Regions from separate parts of the Mus musculus genome. Here all the other regions are linked to region 1. The links are chromatin contacts, called in public HiChIP or PLAC-seq and promoter capture Hi-C maps. All regions are on one chromosome and are shown on one strand. The core of a region is the stretch at or near the end of the contact, and the rest is flanking DNA. Distances in the headings are between cores, read along the strand shown.

What was found. HiChIP or PLAC-seq counts read pairs in DNA pulled down with a chosen protein or histone mark. Capture Hi-C pulls out chosen DNA fragments and counts their contacts.
Region 2: a promoter capture Hi-C map of adipose tissue shows a contact between it and region 1. The contact joins the promoter of Eng here to the promoter of St6galnac6 in region 1. A contact is called at or near these places in 6 of 39 promoter capture datasets (the 3T3-L1 cell line, the C10 cell line, the HPC-7 cell line and 3 more), 2 of 15 datasets of contacts at CTCF or cohesin (CD8 T cells and the NIH/3T3 cell line), 7 of 484 Hi-C or Micro-C datasets (bone marrow-derived macrophages, embryonic stem cells, erythroid progenitors and 4 more), 10 of 115 datasets of contacts at active chromatin or transcription factors (the 230-238 cell line, the HPC-7 cell line, the SCID.adh cell line and 5 more) and 4 of 9 other capture datasets (adipose tissue, liver, macrophages and 1 more).
Region 3: an H3K27ac HiChIP or PLAC-seq map of microglia shows a contact between it and region 1, with 6 times the contacts expected there. The contact joins the enhancer-like site here to the promoter of St6galnac6 in region 1. A contact is called at or near these places in 4 of 39 promoter capture datasets (the C10 cell line, the HPC-7 cell line, the SN4741 cell line and 1 more), 1 of 15 datasets of contacts at CTCF or cohesin (the NIH/3T3 cell line), 6 of 484 Hi-C or Micro-C datasets (bone marrow-derived macrophages, cerebral cortex, embryonic stem cells and 3 more), 8 of 115 datasets of contacts at active chromatin or transcription factors (the 230-238 cell line, the HPC-7 cell line, the SCID.adh cell line and 3 more) and 3 of 9 other capture datasets (adipose tissue, liver and pancreatic islet).

What each region holds. Positions count from the first base shown.
Region 1 is chr2:32,605,083-32,608,836 of GRCm38.p6, reverse strand. It overlaps St6galnac6 (ST6 (alpha-N-acetyl-neuraminyl-2,3-beta-galactosyl-1,3)-N-acetylgalactosaminide alpha-2,6-sialyltransferase 6), which reads right to left and starts at 1,852. Exons shown (of 7, transcript NM_016973.3): 1 at 1,726-1,852; 2 at 741-795. The coding sequence starts at 766. It overlaps Gm52551 (a long non-coding RNA gene), which reads left to right and starts at 936. Exons shown (of 2, transcript XR_003954025.1): 1 at 936-1,064.
Region 2 is chr2:32,644,718-32,648,335 of GRCm38.p6, reverse strand. Eng (endoglin) reads right to left here and starts at 1,741. Exons shown (of 15, transcript NM_007932.2): 1 at 1,312-1,741. The coding sequence starts at 1,378.
Region 3 is chr2:32,664,339-32,667,834 of GRCm38.p6, reverse strand. The region is part of intron 2 of Eng (endoglin); the gene reads right to left. Among named protein-coding and RNA genes, the nearest start is that of Mir1954, 14 kb to the right of the region's middle. Within about 2 kb of position 1,919, at least 9 of the 459 cell types and tissues checked have an H3K27ac peak or open chromatin away from gene starts, as enhancers often do. A contact at or near this core is called in microglia, where this site is marked.

The DNA of each region.
Region 1 (3,754 bases), core at 603-3,102:
TGGCAGCTACAGCCCAAAAACGCAAAAAAGGGCTGGCATAGAGAGGAAGAAAACTAGGCTGGATCCTCAAAGGGGATCCCCAGATCAGAGCGCGCGCTCCCCGGGGAGCCTCTCGGCTCCGGTCACTATCTCCGCCCCCTGACCTAGCTGCGGTTTACTCCTACTCCAGGAATAGCTAGAAACCTCCAGGCTAGAGTGCCACACACACCGCTCCTGATTGGCCAGGCCTGGCTCCTCCCATTGCCAAGCACGACCCCACCCCGTGGCAGCTCCCACTACCATCCCCAGGCTTCATGGTTCCCCTGTGCCATCCCAGTATCTTCAGTCAGAGACCCCAGACTTCTGTCTGTCCCCAGCGGGCAGTTCAGGAAACAGGCTTAATGGAAGGGAGGCGTGGCTTGTCCGTGGACTCAAACCGTTAGGTCAGAAGACAGGAGGCCAGAATCCTAGAGTCGCCCCCATTAACCCTGACACCTCCAGCATTCAAAGCTCCCCTGGGTCTGGCCACAGCTCCCAGACAGACCACCGTCTTACTACCCTGTCTTGCGCATGCCCCGTGCTCCAGACACTTGGAGCACTCCAGGTCCCAGGCCCACGCCCCACTTTCCCACCTTTGCCTGAGCAGTGCCCTCAGCCAGGACTACGGTTCCCCCGGTCAGGCCCGTCACGGTCCTGCTCTGAGAACGCCATGGTCAGAACAGCGTATCAGGTGCCAGTGCGAATGTCGGGTCCACACTTACTGGCTGGGGGGCCTCGAGCAAGCCATGTGACCTCTCTGAGCCTCAGTTTCCTCATCTGTGAAATGGGAATAAGAACTGGTAACTCCTGGGGCGACTGGAAAGATGCATGCATTTGTGAAAAGGAGAGCCGAAGGCTTGAAAGTACTATATCAGAAATCCTAAGCCTTCGGGTTACTCCGTTCAATGCCCGCCCCTGCACAAGCCTGTCCCAGAAACAATCCTCCCCCTCTTGACCCCAAGCCGGGGACTTCCCTTATATTACGAAACATGCTCCGGAGCTACGCAAAGCATCGCCTGCCTACACACTTTTCAAGGCAACGCCTGGTAGGTGCTCTTGCTCCCCATTTCACAGATGAGGAGACTGAGGGATCAGAGAGGCAACGCGCCTCGCAGGGAGCAGGAGCAAGCGGGGGAGGGGGGAATCTTGTAGTGTTTGTTTACAGGGCGGAGCCTGAAAGGGTCTCCCGGGAGGGTCCCCTTGTAGCCTGTGCGTGCGCCAGACATCTAGTTCGGCTCGGAGTGGCCAGGCCTGGTGGGGAGCTGCTGACTCCGCTGGGGAGGTGGCAGCCCAGAAGCCTAGACTCAGCTCCAAGGCTGGACCTGCGGAGGCTGAGCTCTGGGCTGAGGGTGAGGGCCGCACCCTGAGCTCGCTCTGGGGCTTCTCCAGGTGACGGGAGCAGGGTACCCCCGAGTGCCTCGTGAGAGGCTCAGCCCCGCTCCCCATCTTCTGCCGCTGCACCCTAGGGTCAAGCATCCTATCCTGACCCCGGCTCTGCAGGGGAGGGGTGCGGGGCCGCGGCAGGGTCGCCCCATCTCCAACACGAGAGGCCCAAAGAATCCCGCTAGATCTCGGGGTGCAGTTAGCAAGCAGAGTGGGTCTCGGGGAGCCCTGGGGCTCCCCCCTTATCAGCGGCTCCCCACTGCCGAGGCGCAAGCACAAGCCCCCTCCCGCTCTGCTGCCCGCCCCCGCGCAGCACCGGCTCACCTCCGCCGGGGAGCGCCCGGCCCCCCGCGGCCCCCGCACCCCGTCACATGGCGCCGGGAGCCGAGAACCGGGGTCCGCGCCGCTCTGGCCGCCCAGGCCCCGCCGCAGCTCCAGCCCGCCGGGTCCTAGCGCCGGCGCTCGCAGTCCCGTTAGGGCCGAGCGAGAGGGCGGAGCCTCAGGCTGCGGATGGCCCCGCCCCAGGGAGGTGCCAGAGAGGAGAGACGCTCTCCCACAGCACCCTCGTGCCCCGCGCCCCATCCCAAATCTCATCCATTTCTCTCTCTCCAAATGGACACCAGGACCTCGGATGGGGAATCCGAAACGCGGAGATCACTGGGTTCGAACTCTGGTTATTAATTACCTGGACTCCCCCTCGTAGAGACCCAGTAACCATCCCCTAGGCAGCTTGGTACTTCATCTCCTTATCTCCGGAAAATGGAGAGAGCAACGTTTGAAAACGTAGCTTTTGATGGGCCTGGTAGCTTAGAGGCCTGCACCCTACTTAGGAGATAGAAGAGGGCGGAAGACTGTTGCAAGTTCAAGGCCAGCCTGATAGACATAGTGAGTACCGGGCCGGCCAGGGGTACATGGAGAGATCTTGGCTCAACTCTCTTCATCCTACCCTCAAATATTCGTTGCACTATTTTATGTGACTAAAAGGAAGCAATCTGGACCCAACCAACTGGATGGCTCAGCAGTTACAAATACTGGCAACTCTTCTAGAGGACCTGGGGTCCACTCCCAGCACAGTCCTAGGAGGATCTGTCGCCCTCTTCTGGCATCCATGGGTACTGCACATATATGTGGTACACAGACATGTGGAAGCAAAACATCCATACACATAAAATAAAATGAAAAATTAAAGAAAAATGCAACCTGAGGGCTAGGGAGATAGTCAATATGTCAGACTCGATGCCGTGTTCTGCTTCTGTCTTTCGAAACAGGGTTTCTTGGTGTAGCCCTGGCTGTCCTGAAACTTGCTCTCTAGACCAAGCTGGCATTGAACTCACAGAGATCCCTCTGCCTCCCCAAGTGGTGGGATTAAAGCCGTGTGCTACCCCCGCCCAGCGACGTCACGTGTTTGTAATCCCCATTCTGGGGGTGGGAAGAACAGGAGACCCCTCCAGCTAGCTTACCCTTTCTGGGCCTCCCAGGTCAAGGAAAGAACATTGGAGGCTGACCTTTGGCCTCCAGACATCCAGGGATGTGCATGTATGGACACAGGGATGTGCATATGTAGCCTGTTAGAAAGCTGGTTACATAAACAAAGACTGCCTACCCATAGTGTTCTAAGAGGCTGGGAACGAGGGTTAACGTGCATGCCTGAGAGGGTGATGGGGAGATTTAGGAAGAGAAAGCATGTTTAAAGAGTTCTGTTTTGTAATTACTTAGGAAAACATCATAGTAAAACTTTCCATTCCCCACCCTAGGTACCTATTAGGTCCTGCAGATGTACACAGTGAAGGTCACAGCTGGACAGTTTGAAACACAAGAGTAGAAATAGTCCAGATATCTACTAACAGGAGAATGGAAAGTTTGTTTGTTTGGTTTGATTTGGTTTTCTTTCTTTCTTTCTTTCTTTCTTTCTTTCTTTCTTTCTTTCTTTCTTTTTTTTCTTCGAGATAGGGTTTCTCTGTGTAGCCCTGGCTGTCCTGGATCTCTCTCTGTAGACCAAGCTGGCCTTGAACTCAGAAATCCGCCTGCCTCTGCCTCCCAAGTGATTGATTTGGTTTTCAAGACAAAGGTTCTTCTGGGTAGCCTTAGCTGTCTTGGGACTCGATTTGTAGACCTGGCTGGCCTTAAACTCAGATCCACCTCTGCTGTGCTGGGATTAAAGGCATTTGTCATCACCACCTGGCAAGGGTTTTTGTTTTTGTTTTTTGTTTGTTTGTTTTTCGAGACAGGGTTTCTCTGTGTAGCCCTGGCTGTTCTGGAACTCACTCTGCAGACCAGGCTAGCCTTGAACTCAGAAATTCACCGGCCTCTGCCTCCCAAGTGCTGGGATTAAAGGTGTGTGCCACCATGCCCG
Region 2 (3,618 bases), core at 492-2,991, 40 kb before region 1:
CCTCTCAGCTCTGTAGGGGAGAGAGGCAATTGCTGTGTGCCACTGTACTCTGATTTCCAAATAAGAACTGAGTGTTTGTGACCTGAAATCAGCTCTGAGGAAATATGCATACCACCACAGTCTACTGGTCTATCCTCTGAACAGTCACCTAGACACTGACACCCCACTTCCCATCCTACAAGGCAGGTTTCCCCAAGCCGGGGGGAAGAGGGCCTGGAATCCTGTCCCAGCCTGGGGTCAGACTCTGTTGGAGTAGGTGGATTTGGAAGGTTAGAGCCTTCATTTTCTCTTCTGGGAAATGGGGTAATTGGGGCAGCCATCTTGCAGGGTCATGTGTGGTCAGAATAAGGGTTCTGAGGGGCCACAGGCCTTGAGTCAAATCCCTGATAAGTCACTCAGTGTTTCTGAGACTCAATTTCCGGTTAACCCGCGATGACAGATTTCCCATCAATTGTGGACTTTGAGTGCCAGGATGGCCCCATCATTTCCCATACTCTTTCTTCCAGGCTGCCCACCCCAACCCTTGAACATGCCCCTGAATCTGCAGGTTGGTAGGCGGGGATCCTCAGGGAGGTGGCTGGGGACCAGGCCCTGCTGTGACCCTTCGTGAGTAGGACTGGGGTCCAGGCTCCTCACCGACCCTCCTCAGATCACTTTCAATAGTCACCCTGGCTGAGAAGATCCACAGAGTCCCTAATGGAGCCTGTACCCTTCTCAGAAAGGCAAATGGAGAAGGCCAGAGCATGTGCCCTTGGGGGGTTCCGGGAGCGGGCAAAGCCCGGGAATGCTGGGAGAACTTGAAGCTAGTGAAACAGAAACTCTTCGGACAAATGATCTCATCACCAGTCTTTGCTCTAAGCATCCTCTGGCACGGAGGCCTCAAGGCTCATACAAGAAAACAAGGAGGTCAAAGTTGGACCCAGAGCCTAAATTTACTTCTGCATCCTCCTTCCTAAACTTCCTCAAATGGGAAACTCAAGGCTCAGAGATGGGAGGGAATACTCTCAGTGATGCATAGCAGTGTAGCTCCTGGCCTTCTTGATAGCTGAACACAGCAGGAAGGATAACAGGAAGGTGCCAACGCTAACTTAAATAGCTTATCCCACTTCTCCCCAGACGTCTAATGCTTAAGTTTGGCATCCTATGAAACATTTTACTCCCACTGAACCAAAATAGTTGGTGATCCCATTTCTACCTCCTAATACATTGGGGGTGGCTTCATCAGCTAGTAGCTTGGGACATGGGAATAAGACCTGTAACACCCAGGGTCTAGCCTGGGCTTGTTCCCACCCAGGGGCGCTGGACACTTACTTGTGGGTACAAAGCTATAGATGACAAACAGCAGGGTAATGGGCAGAGGGAGCACGCCACGGTCCATGCTGTCCACCCGGGAGTCTGTGCGCTGGGCCTTATCCGGTATCCAGAGGTAAGGCTGCGGGCGGGCGCCGGGGCCTGCGTGGGTTCGCGCGGGGATCCGAAGGGAGCAGGCGGCCGGAGCGACCACGTCCCTGCTCCAGCCTTCTGAGGTGGCGGCGGAGAAGTCAGGAGAAGTGGGCTCGAGACTCACAGCAGGGCAGGAGTCTCTAGCTGACTGGGTGGTGGGAAAGAGTCACTGGGCTCTTTCGGGCAGCAGCTGTCGGCGGTCCTGGCCTGGGGACGGGACACAGATGAAGGCAGGGGTCTGACTGTCAGGGCAGGGAGCTCAGCTCATCCAGCCCGGCCCAGAGAGGCAGGAAATGCGCTTCCTTAGAGAAGGGGCCGGGCCAGGCTGCCTGCCAGGCGAGTAGAGGAAGTGCCACAGGCTTTGTCGCTGGGTGGGGGGCCCTGGGATGGGGAGGTAGGGTGATGGGAGGGCCCAGGCAACAGACCTCCCCCATGCACCCCACCCTCCACCTACCCTTGCCAAGGCTGGCTGGTGAGGACACATCTGGCAACCTTATAGGGGACAAGGTCTGGTTGAAGTCCCTGTAGCTCGGGTTCCATTCTACAGATGAGAAAACAAACTGGGACAGCCTTCTGGGAAGATGGAACTTGGGATTCTAGCTGGTCCCCGCCAGCATCAACACAGACTTTCAGAAGCATCGCCCTTGGTTGCACCCTTTGTATTATAGACAGGGAAACTGAAGCCCAACATGAAGAAGATGCGTTCCCAGGTTAACATAGTAGAACAGCTGAGACTGTTCCCATGGAGATGGTCAGGGCCCACACAGTCCCAAAGGCAAGGGAAACACAGCTGACTTTGGTGGCACCCACCTATAATTTTTGCCCCCTGCAGGCCATGGCAGAAGGGATTCGCTGACTTGCAGATCAGCCTGGGCTGATACATAGGGACACTATGTATCCAAAGAGGGACAGGCACAAACTTTCATGGCATTTCTGAAGTCTGATAGCCCTGGGTCTGGGCCTGCCTTATTTATTTCCAAGTAACTCCCTAATCTCTGTTGTTGTTTGTAACGCAGGGCCCAGCTGGGTCCTCTTCACAGCCAGGCTCTTGGGAGATCCCTGAGGGCCAGATGCTAGCCTGCTACAACACTGAACCCTGGGCCAGGTCTGCAGGAGCCGGTTCTCAATCCAGCTCCCTTCCTCAGCCAAGGCAACAATCCCAGAAAGACCCCTGCTCATTCTGCAAACAGTGAACACATACTGTGTCCCCACTGTGCTGCTGGGTAGCATTTAGGGTCAAGCCCAGGGAAGCTTGAAGAAGAAACCTGAGCTGCCCAGAGAGGTGTCAGGGACTGGGGGAGTCCAGATGCAGCAAGCAAAGAACCAAGCATAGGCTAAAGCTGTAAGTGGTATTTGCATCATCCCGGGGCAATAGTAAGGATGTGGGGAGGTTAAGATGCCTATCTCTGCCCACTCCAACATAAGGGGCAGTGGGAGTCATCTCTCTTGAGAAGGCTGAGAAGCAGAACCTCTGAAAGGAGACGTTGACCTGGCGTTTCAGGCCTGGCTTCTAGGTGCCCTCCAGTCTTTGTGCCTCAGTGACCAGGCAAGGTCAGCAGTTTGTCTCTGTGGGGGGCTGACATGAGGCAGGGAGGGTGGGTGTGGTTCCTAAGGCAGCCTGGAGGAAGGTCAGCCTGCTCTCACCCAGGCAAGCATGGGAGACATCGCCTCACCAGGCCTCTTGGGGGTGGCAGGCTCTGCCCTTTTCCTTCAGCCATGGAGATAGCAGGTAGATACCAGAACTCTAGAGGGCAAGATGGGATGGTGGTAGCATGGCTGTGAGCTTCTCCCTTCATGCCCTAACAGAATCTGTTTTGGGGTTTTGGGAGCAGTCAGCCCTGGGACTAAGTGCCACACCAGGGCCCACCCTGGGCGTTCACCTTATCAGTCTCAAGTCACCATTGACAAGAGGCCTGCGCCTTAGGCTTTGTTTTACACAGGTGGAGGGAGACCAGCTTGACAGGGAACACCCAGAGTGGACACCTCAGGGCCTGATCTCAACCCGGGCCCCATGCCGGCCACTCCACCTGAGCTGAGTGGATAGAAGAGTCAGCTGACACAAAGACAAAACATCAGGGCGAGATGACAGGCAGGGGATCCTCTGGGACCCCAGGACAAAGTCCTTGTGTTCCAGGCCCTTCTAGCTGTGTTCTGCCTCTCCAGTTGTCTTAACCT
Region 3 (3,496 bases), core at 670-3,169, 59 kb before region 1:
TTCAGTCCCTGGAAAAATCTGCTCAGAAATATTTCCGCTACTCGGTAAACGACCCTCTTAATCACTCTTTGTGTTCGGGGTTACTCTTTACAGCCACAGAGGAGAAGAGCAAACGGTCTCGCTTTGTTTTCAACGTGTGCCCAGTGGTTTTGTCCTGATGGTGCTCGATCCCTTTAGGTGATCTTTATTTTAATTCTTTTAAAAATTAAACGTAAGCCAGGCGTGGTGGCGCATGCCTTTAATTCCAGCACTTGGGAGGCAGAGACAGGCGGATTTCTGAGTTCGAGGCCAGCCTGGTCTACAAAGTGAGTTCAGGACAGCCAGGGCTACACAGAGAAACCCTGTCTCGAAAAAACAAAAACAAAAACTTAAACGTGTGTGTGTGTGTGTGTGTGTGTGTGTGTGTGTGTGTGTGTGTGTGTATGTGTATGTATGTGTATTATGTGCATGCCTGGACCCCATGGAGGCCAGAAGACTCCAGCCCCTTTATCTTAGTAGTGTGTGTAGTGCATGTGCGTACGCACGGACTCACTTGCCTGTGTGTGCACACGTAGAGGCCAGAGATCCAGTCTGGATATTTTTCTCTGCCATTTTCCATTTTAGTTTTTGAGGCAGGGTTTCTTACTGTCTCTCTGTTCAGACACACCAGAAGAGGGCATCGGATCCCATTACAGAAGGCTGTGAGCCACCATGTGATTGCTGGGAATTGAACTCAGGACCTCTGGAAGAGCAGTCAGTGCTCTTAACCGCTGAGCCATCTCTCCAGCCCCCTAGGTTATTATTCTTAAATAAGTATCCTCACAGTAACTTATAGTATAATGAAAAAATGCATTTCAGACATGTGGAAATACTACCACCAATAATAATAATAATAATAATAATAATAATAATAATAATAATTTACAGTGTTATGGAGCAAACCCAGTCTTGTGCATGCTTAACAAACATCCTACCATTCAGCTGTCTCTCCAGCCCACATAATGTTTACTAATGGGTTTACATTTTAATTTCATAAGTATCTTGTTTTATTAATCTTAAAAATTATACATTTTAAGATGGCTGAAGTGGTATATAACTTTGACCCAATCACTTGGGAGGCAGAGGCAGGTAAATCTCTGTACGTTCAAGGATAGCCTGATCTACATAGTGAGTTCTGGGATAGCTACATATATCCAAAAAAAAAAAGACTCTGTCTCCGAAAATATATTCACATGCAACATATCACCCTGATTGATTTCTGTGTACCAGTAGCTTGAACACCACAGGTTGGTTACACAGCTATGTGTCTATATTTTCTTAGACAGAGTCTCTCCCTGAACCTAAAACTTCTCATTTCAGTTAGACTGCACACTTCAAATCAGTGGGTTTTACCTCAGTAAAGCAATTGTGTGCCTGTAATGTGTTATGGTCCAATGGAATTCATGCTATGCTCTGTGCTGAGCGCACAGCAAGTGCAGGCTGACTAAAGCAGGCACAGGGATTTCTCAGCTCCCAGGCTCTAGAATGGAAGTCACCCAAAGAGAGTGTGGAGCCCACAGTCCGGGACCAGCACTTGAGTGGAGCGTACGGCACTTGGCTGCCCAGTAGTAGATCCTTTTCTCTGTCCCCCCAAACAGACTGCTACCAGCTCCACCCAGAGAGCAAATAGATGGAGTCAGTTATCTGGCAGACTATGCCAGGAGACTCGCGCAGACAGGGAGATGAGGCAATGTCACTCTGGGAGGACACCACAGGTTGACACAGCTGGAACTATGAGGAGGATTTGGAAAGTGCCCTGGACATGAACCCTGCAGCTACTTTACCGTAGCTCTGATCCCTTGGTGCCTCCCTTTACTCATCTGTGAAATGGGGGCAGGAAAGGGTTGGAAACCAAGACCAGGAGGGGCCCTGGATAGAGGAAGTGAAGAAAAGAAATCGGAGGGCAGGGCACGGTCATGCCGCAGGGGGTGGGGTGGGGGGTGGGGGTGTTGGGGGCTGTACCACGGGTCAAGAGGCTGTGGCTTCAGGACACTTGTGACAAGTTTCAGCAATTCTTCCCGAATTCATAAGGCAAATTCCCACTCCATTGTCACCAGGGTCTTATGTACAGAGGAAGGGGCTGAGAGAAACTGAGGCCCCAGAGTGAGCAGTGTGAGACACGGGGAGACTGGAAAGCAGAGCTTCTGGGGGCTCTGTGCTCCCAGGCCTAACTGATGACGACCAGTTACCAGAATCACTCAGCCAGGGTTTCCACAGTAAACACTTCCCTTCCCCTCCACCCTGAGTCACTACGCCAGCCATTTGCACGCATGCATGCTGATTTCCCTCTTTCGTCCCCTGAGGGGCTGCCCGTCTTCAGCATGGGCTCCTGGGCATCTGGAGGCCCAGCAAGGATGACGTATGTGCCAGTTCCTTGACCCCAGGCCTGCCAGCACGGGCCTGTGTGACTCCTTCCCTGAGTGGGTGGGTGGGAGACCAGTTGCTATTTTGGTACCAGCTGTCCCTTAGATGCCATTGTTAGCCCAGTGGTTGGTGTCGGGAAAGGGGGATTTCGGTGAAGAGGCCCTGAGTATTAGTAGCCACTTATAGAAAGCCGTTTCCAGCAATTCTTCTAGGAGTGGAGCCTTGGGTCTGCCTGCAGCCCCCACCCTCCCAGGGCCAGCCCAGAGGAGGCCCAAGTCGGCCTCAGCAGACTGTGATGGTGCACACAGGAAGAGTGTCGCAGGCAAAGAGTTCAGAGCCAGACAGACCTGAATTAAACGTGGCTCTGTGAGTCTGGACGTTCTGTCTTCCTCTCTGGGCCTGATCTGGAGCAGGAGCTAGACAACCTACCTGCTCACGTACGTGTGAAGATGCAGGGATCCGGCCTCATAGCTGGTTTTACGATGCCTAGCTCAGCCCCTCTGGGTCCACTGATAGATTCTACTAATGCAGATAAAATTCTTTATTTTTATTTTAAGAGATGGCACCTTGCCCTGCACTCAAGTGATTCTCCTGCTTCAACTTCCCATAGAACTGGGAAGCAGGAATGTGACACTGCTGTTGACCCCAATATTTTAACTTAATAAAATAATAATAATTGTTTTTGAGACAGGGTTTCTCTATGTAGCCCTAAAGGGATGTGCCACCACCCCATTTTGAGATAGAATCTCATTGTGTGCAAGTTTGGCCTTAAACTCAACATCTTCAGTCTTTGGATATTGGGGTCACAGGTATGTGCCATCATGACTGATTTCTGAATGAAATGTTTTCAGTATGTGTGTATGTGAGTGTGTATGGTGTGTGTGTGTGTGTGTGTGTGTGTGTGTGGTGTGTGTAGTGTGTGTATGTGTGTGTTTATGGTGGGTGTAGTGTGTGTATGTGTATGTGTGTGGTGTATATAGTGTGTCTGTATGCGGTGTGTGTATAGTGTGTATGTGTATGTGTGCACGAATGTGCCAGAATAGGGAGTCAGGTCCCCGGCTCACAGCCACCTAACATGGGTGCTAGGAATCAAACTGGAATTCTTACAAAACCA